3 separate regions of the Mus musculus genome follow, and regions 1 and 2 are each linked to region 3. A link is a contact called in public Hi-C and promoter capture Hi-C data. All regions are on one chromosome and are shown on one strand. The core of a region is the stretch at or near the end of the contact, and the rest is flanking DNA. Distances in the headings are between cores, read along the strand shown. Region 1 overlaps Ocln (occludin). Region 2 holds the start of Naip1 (NLR family, apoptosis inhibitory protein 1). Region 3 holds the start of Gtf2h2 (general transcription factor II H, polypeptide 2).

The links. Hi-C and Micro-C count contacts between places; a contact is called where the count stands out from the background. Capture Hi-C pulls out chosen DNA fragments and counts their contacts.
Region 1: a Hi-C map of the N1E-115 cell line shows a contact between it and region 3, with 7 times the contacts expected there. The contact joins the enhancer-like site here to the promoter of Gtf2h2 in region 3. A contact is called at or near these places in 9 of 39 promoter capture datasets (the 3T3-L1 cell line, 3T3-L1-derived adipocytes, the HPC-7 cell line and 5 more), 3 of 484 Hi-C or Micro-C datasets (the N1E-115 cell line, embryonic stem cells and nephron progenitors), 8 of 115 datasets of contacts at active chromatin or transcription factors (the SCID.adh cell line, embryonic stem cells, extraembryonic endoderm stem cells and 3 more) and 2 of 9 other capture datasets (adipose tissue and pancreatic islet).
Region 2: a promoter capture Hi-C map of adipose tissue shows a contact between it and region 3. The contact joins the promoter of Naip1 here to the promoter of Gtf2h2 in region 3. A contact is called at or near these places in 4 of 39 promoter capture datasets (embryonic stem cells, macrophages and stem cell-derived epiblast-like cells), 6 of 484 Hi-C or Micro-C datasets (B cells, ECoMG myeloid progenitors, embryonic stem cells and 3 more), 7 of 115 datasets of contacts at active chromatin or transcription factors (the SCID.adh cell line, embryonic stem cells, intestinal villus epithelium and 1 more) and 3 of 9 other capture datasets (adipose tissue, liver and pancreatic islet).

The regions. Positions count from the first base shown.
Region 1 is chr13:100,524,463-100,528,126 of GRCm38.p6, forward strand. All of the region lies in intron 4 of Ocln (occludin), which reads right to left. Among named protein-coding and RNA genes, the nearest start is that of Ocln, 26 kb to the right of the region's middle. Within about 2 kb of position 1,734, at least 34 of the 459 cell types and tissues checked have an H3K27ac peak or open chromatin away from gene starts, as enhancers often do. A contact at or near this core is called in the N1E-115 cell line, extraembryonic endoderm stem cells, liver and 1 more, where this site is marked.
Region 2 is chr13:100,450,822-100,454,200 of GRCm38.p6, forward strand. Naip1 (NLR family, apoptosis inhibitory protein 1) reads right to left here and starts at 2,043. Exons shown (of 16, transcript NM_008670.2): 1 at 1,977-2,043.
Region 3 is chr13:100,490,977-100,494,371 of GRCm38.p6, forward strand. Gtf2h2 (general transcription factor II H, polypeptide 2) reads right to left here and starts at 1,633. Exons shown (of 16, transcript NM_022011.4): 1 at 1,481-1,633.

The sequences.
Region 1 (3,664 bases), core at 484-2,983, 34 kb after region 3:
CTGTCTCAAAAAATTCAAAAACCAAACCAAGACAAAAAAACAACAAACAAACAAAGAAATTCTTGAACACAGGGGATCAGACTGTTGTCCCTAGTTAAATAGTATAATATTGAGTTTAAAAGGCAAGTGATAAGACAATATTTACAAGGATAGCCCCCTCACATACACACACACACATACACACACCCTCTTTCTCTCTGTCTGTCTCTCTGTCTGTCTTTCTCCCTCCCTCTATCCCTCTCTCCCTGTCTCTCTCACACACATACTCTCTCTCTCTCTCTCTCTCTCTCTCTCTCTCTCTCTCTCTCACACACACACACACACACACACACACACACATATACTGGGCATTGATCCTAGGGCCTTGCACATGTAAGGCAAATGCTCTCAGTCCAACATTTTCTATGAAGCTAAAAATGTTTTTAGCTGAAACCTTGGCTGGGAATGTGTGTTCATAAGGGTTCATTATGAAACCAATGAAAGTAACAAGAAATGCTATGCCTGTCTCAAAGATAACAATGTAATGAACCGAGATTGTTTTAATCTACTTGTGTGTGTCCTAAGTCCCAGTTAGAAACAAACAAACCCAAGGCAGCCTGAGAGTGTGAAATACTCAGTTTCCAGCCAAGCTTTGCCACAGACTCTGTGACCCGATTTTTATGAATGAAAATGCTGTCTGCAGAGAAAATTCAAGCTCATCGCCAATCTTCTCGATTCTCTAACGCTTTGTAAACTCGCTATGAGAAATTGGTTTGTTGGCCTTTTACATAATTGCTCTGGTCAAATGTGTTGATAAAAGGAAAGAACAGAAGAAGTCAACCTTTACCAAAAAAAAAAAAGGGGGTGGGGGTGGGGGATGGCTCTTAGGAGATACAAGTTCAGTCAGTGCAAGGTCACATTGGGGCAAGTTAAGTTAGGACTTATTTCATACTGTAATTGAAAGTGAGTTGCAGAGACTAGGGAATGGCTTGGTGTACGGTGCTTGTCTAGTATGTACTGGGTCCCAACCTCACAGAGCACAGCAAGAAGACAGTCTAGACCAGAAACAACAGAAACCACAAAGGAATGGACAGGAGAATCTAAGAGCGTAAAAACTGAAAAGCCCTGTCACTCATACTTCAATGGAATGGCTTTAAAAGAACACTGGGGCTGGTGAGATGGCTCAGTGGGTAAGAGCACCCGACTGCTCTTCCGAAGGTCTGGAGTTCAAATCCCAGCAACCATATGGTGGCTCACAACCATCTGTAACAAGATCTGACTCCCTCTTCTGGAGTGTCTGAAGACAGCTACAGTGTACTTACATATAATAAATAAATAAATCTTTAAAAAAAAAAAAAAAGAACACTGAAGACAAAGGAGAGAGACCCTGGGAATCTGGAAAAAGATTCAATGTAACAAGTAACTGTAACATAGCAAGCTTTGTGAGAATGGCAGGAAGAAAAGACAGAACAATGCAAACGACGGCCAAGCCTGCTATGTAAGTGGTAAGATCATAAATAGCAGACAAACCTGCTTAATCACAAAATGTCTTTAGATGAAACTCACAAATTTGACAGGAATTAAAGACTGATAATGTCCAGGACAGGAAAAGGTGTCGGAAAATGAGCAATTTCAAATGTAATCAGGTAACAGATTGTGCAGAGCTTTTAAAACCAAGGCAACCGGAAGGCAAGCTGCTTAGAGACAAATGCTGGCACAGATGCAGAGGGAAGAGAATCCTTGCACAATCAGTGGGAATGTAAACCAGTACAGTCATAGAAAAGCCAGTTCCTGACTGAGACCCTTCCACACAGAGCCACAGCGTGATCCAGGAAAAGCCAGTTCCCGAGAATACATTTGATACATTTAAAAAAATAAATATGAATTACCTATGGGTCCATCAACTAGAGAATGGATAAAGCAAATGTGGTACAGGAGCAATTCTGAGCACTTCCTGCTCTTCCAGGAGATCTGAGTTTCATTCCCCTGCACCCACATCCAACACTCTCTTATTGCCTTCACAGGAATGCACACGCACACACACACAAGGGGTGGGTCTGACGCTAACCCTGCTCCCCAATTGGTTCTTAATTTGTCAATAAAGAAGACCAGGAGCCAAATGCTGGGCAGAGGGTACAACTGGGACTTATAGTCCCAGGAGGAAAAGGCAGCTGCAAGGAAGGCAAGGGGGGCTTTTCTGCCATGCTTTGGAGAAAAAAAGAATGTCGCAATCACATTGGGGGGGGGGGCGCAGAGAAGGCCTGCGGTTTCCACTGTGGGTGGGTGGCCAAAGATGTTTAACAGGGGCTAGGTGAAACAAGCCACTAAGTTTAGGGTGGGAGGAGAGACAAAGATAGTAAATTGTTAAGGGTAAGCCTTTCCAGCCCAGAGTTATCTGACCCCAGCAATTGTGCCTAGTAGGCAAGTTAAAAAGTAACAAAGCTGTCTGTATGTCTTTTACCCATGAATTCAAGGGTTTTGGGTGGAAACTGGTAGCTCGACCCCCCCCCAGAGCAAAGGCGGGTAGGAAAGAAAGCCAGGTTAGGGCCGGTGGGGCTGATCCCAGAGCTAAACTGGGTGGAACAAAACAGAAAGCCGGAAAGCTGGGGGAGGCTGGTAGCGGGGAGGGGCTGGTAGCACCGTAGCTCCCAAGAAAAGGTGGTGGCAATTGTTAAAACTACACGCGCCTCACCCCCCCGCCCCCCCCCCCCCACACACACACACACACACGTACGTACGTACGTTTGTTTGGTTTTGTTTTTTCCAGACAGGGTCTCACTATGTAGCCCTGGTTGTCCTGAAACTCACTATGTAGACCAGGTCGGCCTGGAACTCATAATATCATCCTTCCTCTGCCTCCCAAGGGCCAGGATTAGAAGGTGCACACCACGCCTGCCAAAATTTTATTATTTTTATACTAAGAATTTCTTACAAATTGTCACAAACAAAAGCCACTGTTTAAAATTCCAAAAATTGAAAAGAAAAAAAAAACCCCAATTACCAAAAATTAGGACCAGATTTGGCTTAATGGATGTCCACAAAAAGAATGCTTCCTGAAAATGTGTGTGGATGGGGATATACAGGAAGGACTGGAGAGAGGAAAGGGAAAGGGAAAAATTATGTAATTTATATTTTAATTATTAAATGATTAACTAAAAATTAGGAAAAAAAAGTGTGTGGAAATCCCGTATGCCATTAACAGTTGTATAATGCACAGATGGTGCTGCTATAAATTTGCATTTTCTTAATATCTAATGGCTCCATGTGCATTTCCCTTTAGTTTACTAATACTACTGTGGAGGATCCACAGAACTGAAGACATGCACACAAGAAATACAAAGTAGGTTTTTTAATTCTTTTTTGGGAGGGATGGGGTGGAGTGGGAGTGGTGGTGGGGGTTGAGACAGAGTCTTACTATGTATCCCTTGCTGTCATAGAATTCATTTTGTATAGTCCAGACTGGTTTCTAACCCAGATATCTGCCTGCCTCTGCCTCCCAAGTGCTGGAAATAAAGGCATATGCCACCACCTCCTGGCTAGGTTTTTTGTTTTTGTTTTTTCATTCTAATCTCTGTATGCAATTCTAATTTATTTATTTTATGTATATGAGTACTCTGTCTTCAGACACCCCAGAAGAGGACATCAGATCCCATTACAGATGGTTGTGAGCCACCATGTGATTGCT
Region 2 (3,379 bases), core at 793-3,292, 40 kb before region 3:
TTAAATTTATAATTTTGTATATGTATATCATAGTTTATCTGATCATATTTATCAGGCATATGATTTGATTATAATATTGTAGAGTTTATAAATAATAAAAGTGCACATATTAATGTTCAAGTGTAGGAATTTTTTCCTCTAAAATCTCTAAGTGATTTTCACACACACAAATTAACTGCCTTTGCTTCTAATTGGCAAGATTAGTTATGTCAATACATTATGTACCATGGAATAGTCACACCATTAAAGTTTCCTCACTACCTTCAGGCTATTTTATTCAGACCACTACAAATGCCCTGAGATTTGTAGTCCACACTGAACGCCCAAGGCCTTCATCACATCACATTCTTTGCTGATTTATTTCATTTAGAAAGAAAAGAAGTTTCTTAGTACACTTCAAAAACAGCACCAGGCATGGCACTAACAGAAGACCTGCCTACTTGGGTTTTTTGATTCTTTCTTTGATATGGACATTTGAGTCAGGAACTGACCATGTAGTTCTCAATAGTTCTGTCTCCACTTCCTGGTTGCTGGGATAATGGGTGTTTTCCACCATGTGCAACCATAAGAACTGCTTTATAGACACCGTAAGTTCTGCCTTTGTGTCAGCAGAAGGCAAGGCTGTAAGAAATTAGAAATTTGCTCTGTTGCTTTCACAGACTGAGGAGTTGGTGAGACAGACCCTATAACCAGTTACTGGCTTTAGTTACCAAATCATTTGACATTTCAGAGGTAATTCCTTTAATTTCCTCCTTTTTGGAGGCCATTTCTAATCAAAATTACCATCTAGTTTACTAGGCCTGAGATCTTTTCAGTCTCATTGTTCCGTCCTAATGAATGACATTGTTCTTCGGGTCATCATCCAATACAAAAGATCAAGTTAGTCTAAAACAACCTCTTTCTATTCCAACATCTGACTCAGGCTAGAGGTCATCCACTTAGAGAATTTCTGAAAAGTAAATCATTACTTAGACCAAAGGGAACCTTACAAACACCTCACTGTCTGCTATGACCAATCCTCAGGTCCTTGTCTGCATTTTCAGCATCTCAGTTACCCCACAGGAGTATTCGATGCATACCTATAGCTAGAGTGGACCAGATCCTCATTATAACATCTTACACACTCTACCTTGATCTTTTCATCCAGAATGAAATTTGTCTTCTACCCATCTCTCTACAAAAACTGCAGCGTACTGAAGGCTTTCATTTGTTCCATTCATTTTTATTTTGCTTTAGGGACAGGGTCATGCTATAAACCCAAGTTGACCTCAAAGTTGACACCATCCTGCCCAGTCTCCTGAGTGTGGGGATTCTGTGCAAACTGAAGACATTTAAGGTAAAGTACACCTTTTGATTTAAAGACACATCTGGCAGTCAAGTAGGAATGATCACATTTGGGCTGGTGAGATGGCTCAGCGGTTAAGAGCACTGACTGCTCCTCCGGAGGTCATGAGTTCAAATCCCAGCAACCACATGTTGGCTCACAAACACCAATAATGAGAAACAAATTTTAAAAACTCTATGGGCTGGAGCAAGCGGGGCCAAAGCAAGAAGGAGAAGGGAAGTGCAGGATGGGCAGGGGGAAGAAGTGATTGATCACATTTAACAAAACCTAATAATATTTTCAAGACAACTCTTTATCACTTGTGTATAAAGTCCCCAGAAATCAGGCCTCTGAAGCCCAACAGGAACAGGGCTGCTTAAATCTTTCACTAGTTATCTTTAGTGGTCTTGTGATGTCTTCCCCTTAAAGTCGCCTTAAAGATGACGAGACAAAGGTCATGTTCTTAATCAAAACACACAATTACCCAACTGTAGCTTCCTGTTCCACCCCTTTACACAAGGAACTGGCCATGGCTTGGCAGCTTTGATTAGTTACTTCATGTTCTTCAACACAAGCTGCAGTATTCCTTTTGCTGGGCTAAGATACCCTGACAAAAGTAACTTAATAGAAAAAAAGGTTTGTTCAGACTTACAATTTGAAGGGATAAATTCCACCATGGCACGGAAGGTTTGGTAGAAGGATCAGAGTCTACCGGTCACGTTACATTCTCAGTGAAGAAGCAGAGAAAGAAAGAATTGGGCCAGGCTATAAACGCATAAGGCTGTATCCAACTACTCACTCCCTCTGATGAGGCTCCGCCTCTTAAAGGTTCCACAAACTGTTCAAACAGCACTAGTAGCTGGACAAAAATATCCAAACACAAGAGCTACTGTACAATCATTTGACAATAATCAAGAACCAGTATTCTCCAGGAACTTTCTATGTATATCCCACCTCATCGTTATGCTCATCTTTCTTTTATTAAATAAAATGTTTTAGTATGTGTATGCTTGTGGTGAGGTTTACACATGGTAGAATCATGTGGTGTAGATCAGAACTCCCCTCCAACTAGGTAAATCCTTGGGATGGCCATCTCCCCAACTGACTGTTTTGCATAGGATCTCACAGAAGCCCTTTAAGGAAAAACCAAGTATTTGAGGAACTAAGACTCAAATTTCACAGTTGAGGAAGCTACTAGTTAAGGCTCTATATTGTATTAACATGGTTAGTCAGGACCCAAGAAGATAATAAGTCCTAGAAGATGTATTTCATTTTGAACAATTTAGGATTTTAGTTTTTGTGACACTATTCTTGGGGAGACATCTACTCAGCCCTAATAGGGAACCAACCAAAGAATACCACCAAAGTCCTACTTGAGGCCAGGTGTGGTGGTATATACCTTTAATCCCAGCTAGCCAGAGTTATACAGAGAAATCCTATATTAAAAAAAAAAAGATCTGGGGCTGGTGAGATGGTTCAGTGGTTAAGAGTGATTACTAACTGCTCTGATAGAAATTCAATTCCCAGCTTCCATACCAGGCAGCTCACAATTACCTGAAATATACATACATACATACATACATATATATATATCGCTAAATAAATCTAACTTGATTTGATCCAGTGAGTTTTACTAAGGTTACTTTACAGGAAGTTGGGTGAAGAGTTATTTATGGAAGCAGAAATGACTCAAAAGTTGTATCATCCCAGCACAAGAGACAGCTCACCACAGCTAGAAACCCAGAGCATACCATACTACCCATAGGCAGCTCAGGCTGAAAAGTGTACCTTCCAGGTAGTTCTATTGTTCTGAGCCACTTCCAATCAGTTTAGCTCATCTCAGATGGTTTGAGATTGCATCTAGGTAGTTCTCACCACTTTTACATGCATAGGGAGGGAGAGGCATAGAGAATCTAGTCAGTTTCAGGAACTTCCTGAAGCTTTTGAGTTATTTACTTTTTGAATTTAACAGTTCTTCCTGCAGGATGGATGTTTTGCCTCCTTTCAAACACCCTGTATCTTAAGGAGCTTCTCTCCAAGATGAAAGACTTTTGT
Region 3 (3,395 bases), core at 383-2,882:
CTGTCTCGAAAACCAAAAAAGTAAAAAAATTAAAAGGATGAGCCCTTAGAAGAGGGAACAAAATACCCATGGGAGGAGTTAAAGAGACAAAGTTCGGAGCAGAGACTGAAGGAATGACCATCCAGAAACTGCCCCACCTGGGGATCCATCCCATATACAGTCACCAAACCAAGATACTATTGCAGATGCCAACAAGAGCTTGCTGACAGGAGCCTGATATAGCTGCCTCCTGAGAGGCTCTGCCAGTGCCTGCCAAATACAGAAGTGGATGCTCACAGCCATCCATTGGACAGAGCACAGGGTCCTCAATGAAGGAGCTAGAGAAAGTACCCAAGGAGCTGAAGGGGTGTGCAAGCCCCCTAGGAGGAACAACAATATGAACTAACCAGTACCCCCAGAGCTCCCAGGGACTAAACCACCAACCAAAGAGTACACATGGTGGGACTCATGGCTCTAGCTGCATAGGATGGCCTAGTTTGTCATCAATGGGAGGAGAGGCCCTTGGTCGTGTGAAGACTCTAAGCCCCAGTATAGGGGAATGTCAGGGCCAGGAAGCAGGAGTGGGTGGGTTGGTGAACAGGGGAAGGGGTAGGAAATAGGGGGTTTTCGGAGGGGAAACCAGGAAAGGGGATAACATTGGAACTGTAAATAAAAAAAAAATAATAATTTTAAAAAATAACAAAACTATGAGCCTGGCTGTGGTGGAGCACACCTTTAGTCCCAGCACTCGGAAGGCAGAAGCAGGCAGATCTCTAAAGTTCAAGGCCACCCTAGTCTACAAAGTGAGTTCCAGGACTGCCAACACTACACAGAGAAACCATCTCCAAATTAATTAATTAATTAATTAAAAATAAATAAAATTTCTGTTCAGGATGAGCAGAGTGGAATACACCTGTGATCCCAGCACACGTGTGTGCGTGTGCACACACAGTTCGCATAATATTACTTTTAAGCTTTTTAAATGTTGCTCCACCGCATCAACATTTGCTTTATATTTTACTCTTCTATTACTCTCTTAAATTCAGAGAAAATGAGAAGCAACGAGTAAACGCCGCACACTTTTTGGCTGGGTATACGGGGCCTCTTTATGATGGAGAATCCAACCGGGGAGAAGTTAGAAGTCCCCACGCCGCAGCCAGATCACCCGTTTCTTAGACTTTCCGTCATCACACCCAGCCGCCCCGGGAGATGCTCACGGTGAGCTCCTCGCGTGCACCCGCGAGCCGCAGCGCGCATGGCCACTGCGGAGGCTCTGCCTCGCCTTACCCTGCCTGGCCCGAGGTCAAGGGTGATTTACTGTCCCCCGTGTTCAGAGAGGGACAGCTCGGGGCTGCAAACTCGCTTCGGGCCACACAGACTCACGGCAAACGGCAGCCCTGCAGCGAGAACTTTCCTCAGGCGGAAGCTGCCGCGCTCCCTGCACACGCCCCCACCCCCTCCGCCCTCCAGGTCCCCCCCGAGGCCAACCCGGGCTTTGCACCTCGGTCCTCAGCTCCAGGCTTCTTCTCCTGTCCGCCTCACTCCAGCCCTCCACAGCCTCAGGACCCCGCAGGTCTCCTCGCGTAGACCCACCAGCCTCGACGAGACGACCCTCACCGGAAGTACCGGCAGTCTGAGTGCGCCGCCAAAATTCTTCCGCAGCGCGCTGGAGCCACGGGAAAAAAAAAATGTTCCGGCGGCAGAGGGCAGCTGCTGCCAGAAGAGGGAGCTAGGGAGCAAGTGGTGCCCAAGAGCGTAACTGCCTTCCAGTTCACCAATATTTCTGCTGTGGGGTGCATTTCTATAGACCAAACAGCTAAAACTACAAGTTCTGGATACGTTATACATGCGTTTAGGGAGGTTTTTTTTTGTCCGTGGGTTTTGTTTTGTTGGGTTTTGTTTAGTATCTGGATGTTTTTGCCTGCGTGCATGTCTGTGCACCATGTTCGTGCCTAGTTGGGGCAGGGGACGGAAGATGGCATCTGATCCCCTGGAACTGAAGTTACAGATGTTTGCTATCTGCCATGTGGATGATGGAAATCAAATCCGGACCCTCTGGAATAGCAACAAGTGCTCTTAACTGCATAGCCATAGCCCCACCTGCCGCCCCACCCCCACGAGCGCCAAGCATGCTCTTTAACCCAAAAATAAGAGGATTCCCCCAATAAAATAAAAATACATCTAAGCATATTTGTGAATAGAAGTAAGACACATTCGAACTTTTCCCACTCATAACTTTGGCTCTGTAAAATAGTCTTAGAAACTAAGACTGAGCTAGGAAGACGAAGGGCACCATTCTCTGACTTTTTTTTTTAAAAAACAATTTTCCTGCTAAGTCACTCACTCTCTTCTGTAGTTCTCTTGAACACAAGGAATGGCAAGACTGATCTGTAAACATCCTTATGACGTGGAACCGAGACTACTCCCAAGCAAAGAGCAAGCCTGGCAGGACAGATCACCTCCCACATGAGGGCAACTACGTATGGTGGGGAGGCTGAAAGCTGGCGCTGGGGTAACTACCTCGCCATAAACAGTCTGCCTCGGAGTAATGACATCACTAGCAAGGTCTCCAGAAACCCTTGCGAAACAAGGCCTTTGTTGGCATAAGTGATCAGACCCATGCCTTGACCAGATCACCTGACCAGACCACAGGCTCTGTCATCTATGCACACCACAAGCCCCTCCCATTTCCCTTTTCTATAAAATGTCAAAGTTCATCTCAGCCCCTCGAAGACAGACTTGGTATATGCAAACCCCTTTATCTGTTTTTCTCATCATGGCCACCTTAATAAAACCCTTTTCTCTGTCATTCATCATTACGTGTCTCTTTGGCAAACTGAGACGCGTGGCCAGACAAGTCTGCTAGGACTGCTGGAACAGGGGGTTTTTATTAAAACTTTGTTAACAGGGTACCAAAGCAAAACAAAATGTGCACAGAAATCATGGTAGTCTCAGTATAACTATGACTAATATTCCAATCACATATAAAGTAACAATAAAATTATCTTACCTAGTGAAATACCTTTTCAAGCTGTGAAACTAAGAACAACCGTAAAGAAAGAATTGAATAAAACCTGGGTGTGGTGGTACATACCGATTATACCAGAACTAGGGAGATTGAAGCAGGATTACAAGCCCAAGACTGGCCTGGGCTGTATTATAAGACCTCGTGTAAGTCCCTCTCTATTCCTCTCTCTTTCCCTCTCCCTCCCTGAGTGTGGTGTGTGTGTGTCCATAGCTGGCTGGCACAATGAAGTTAGAAAATCTGGGAACAGCTTGGGTAGTGTAACTGAAATACAAAAAGCGTTTAATTTGAAAGGCTGCAAGAAAGTGAGCCTTAACAACCCAATACTTTTTTGTTTTGTTTTTTGTTTGGTGTACACGGGGTTTCTTTGTGTAGTCCTGGCAATCCTAGA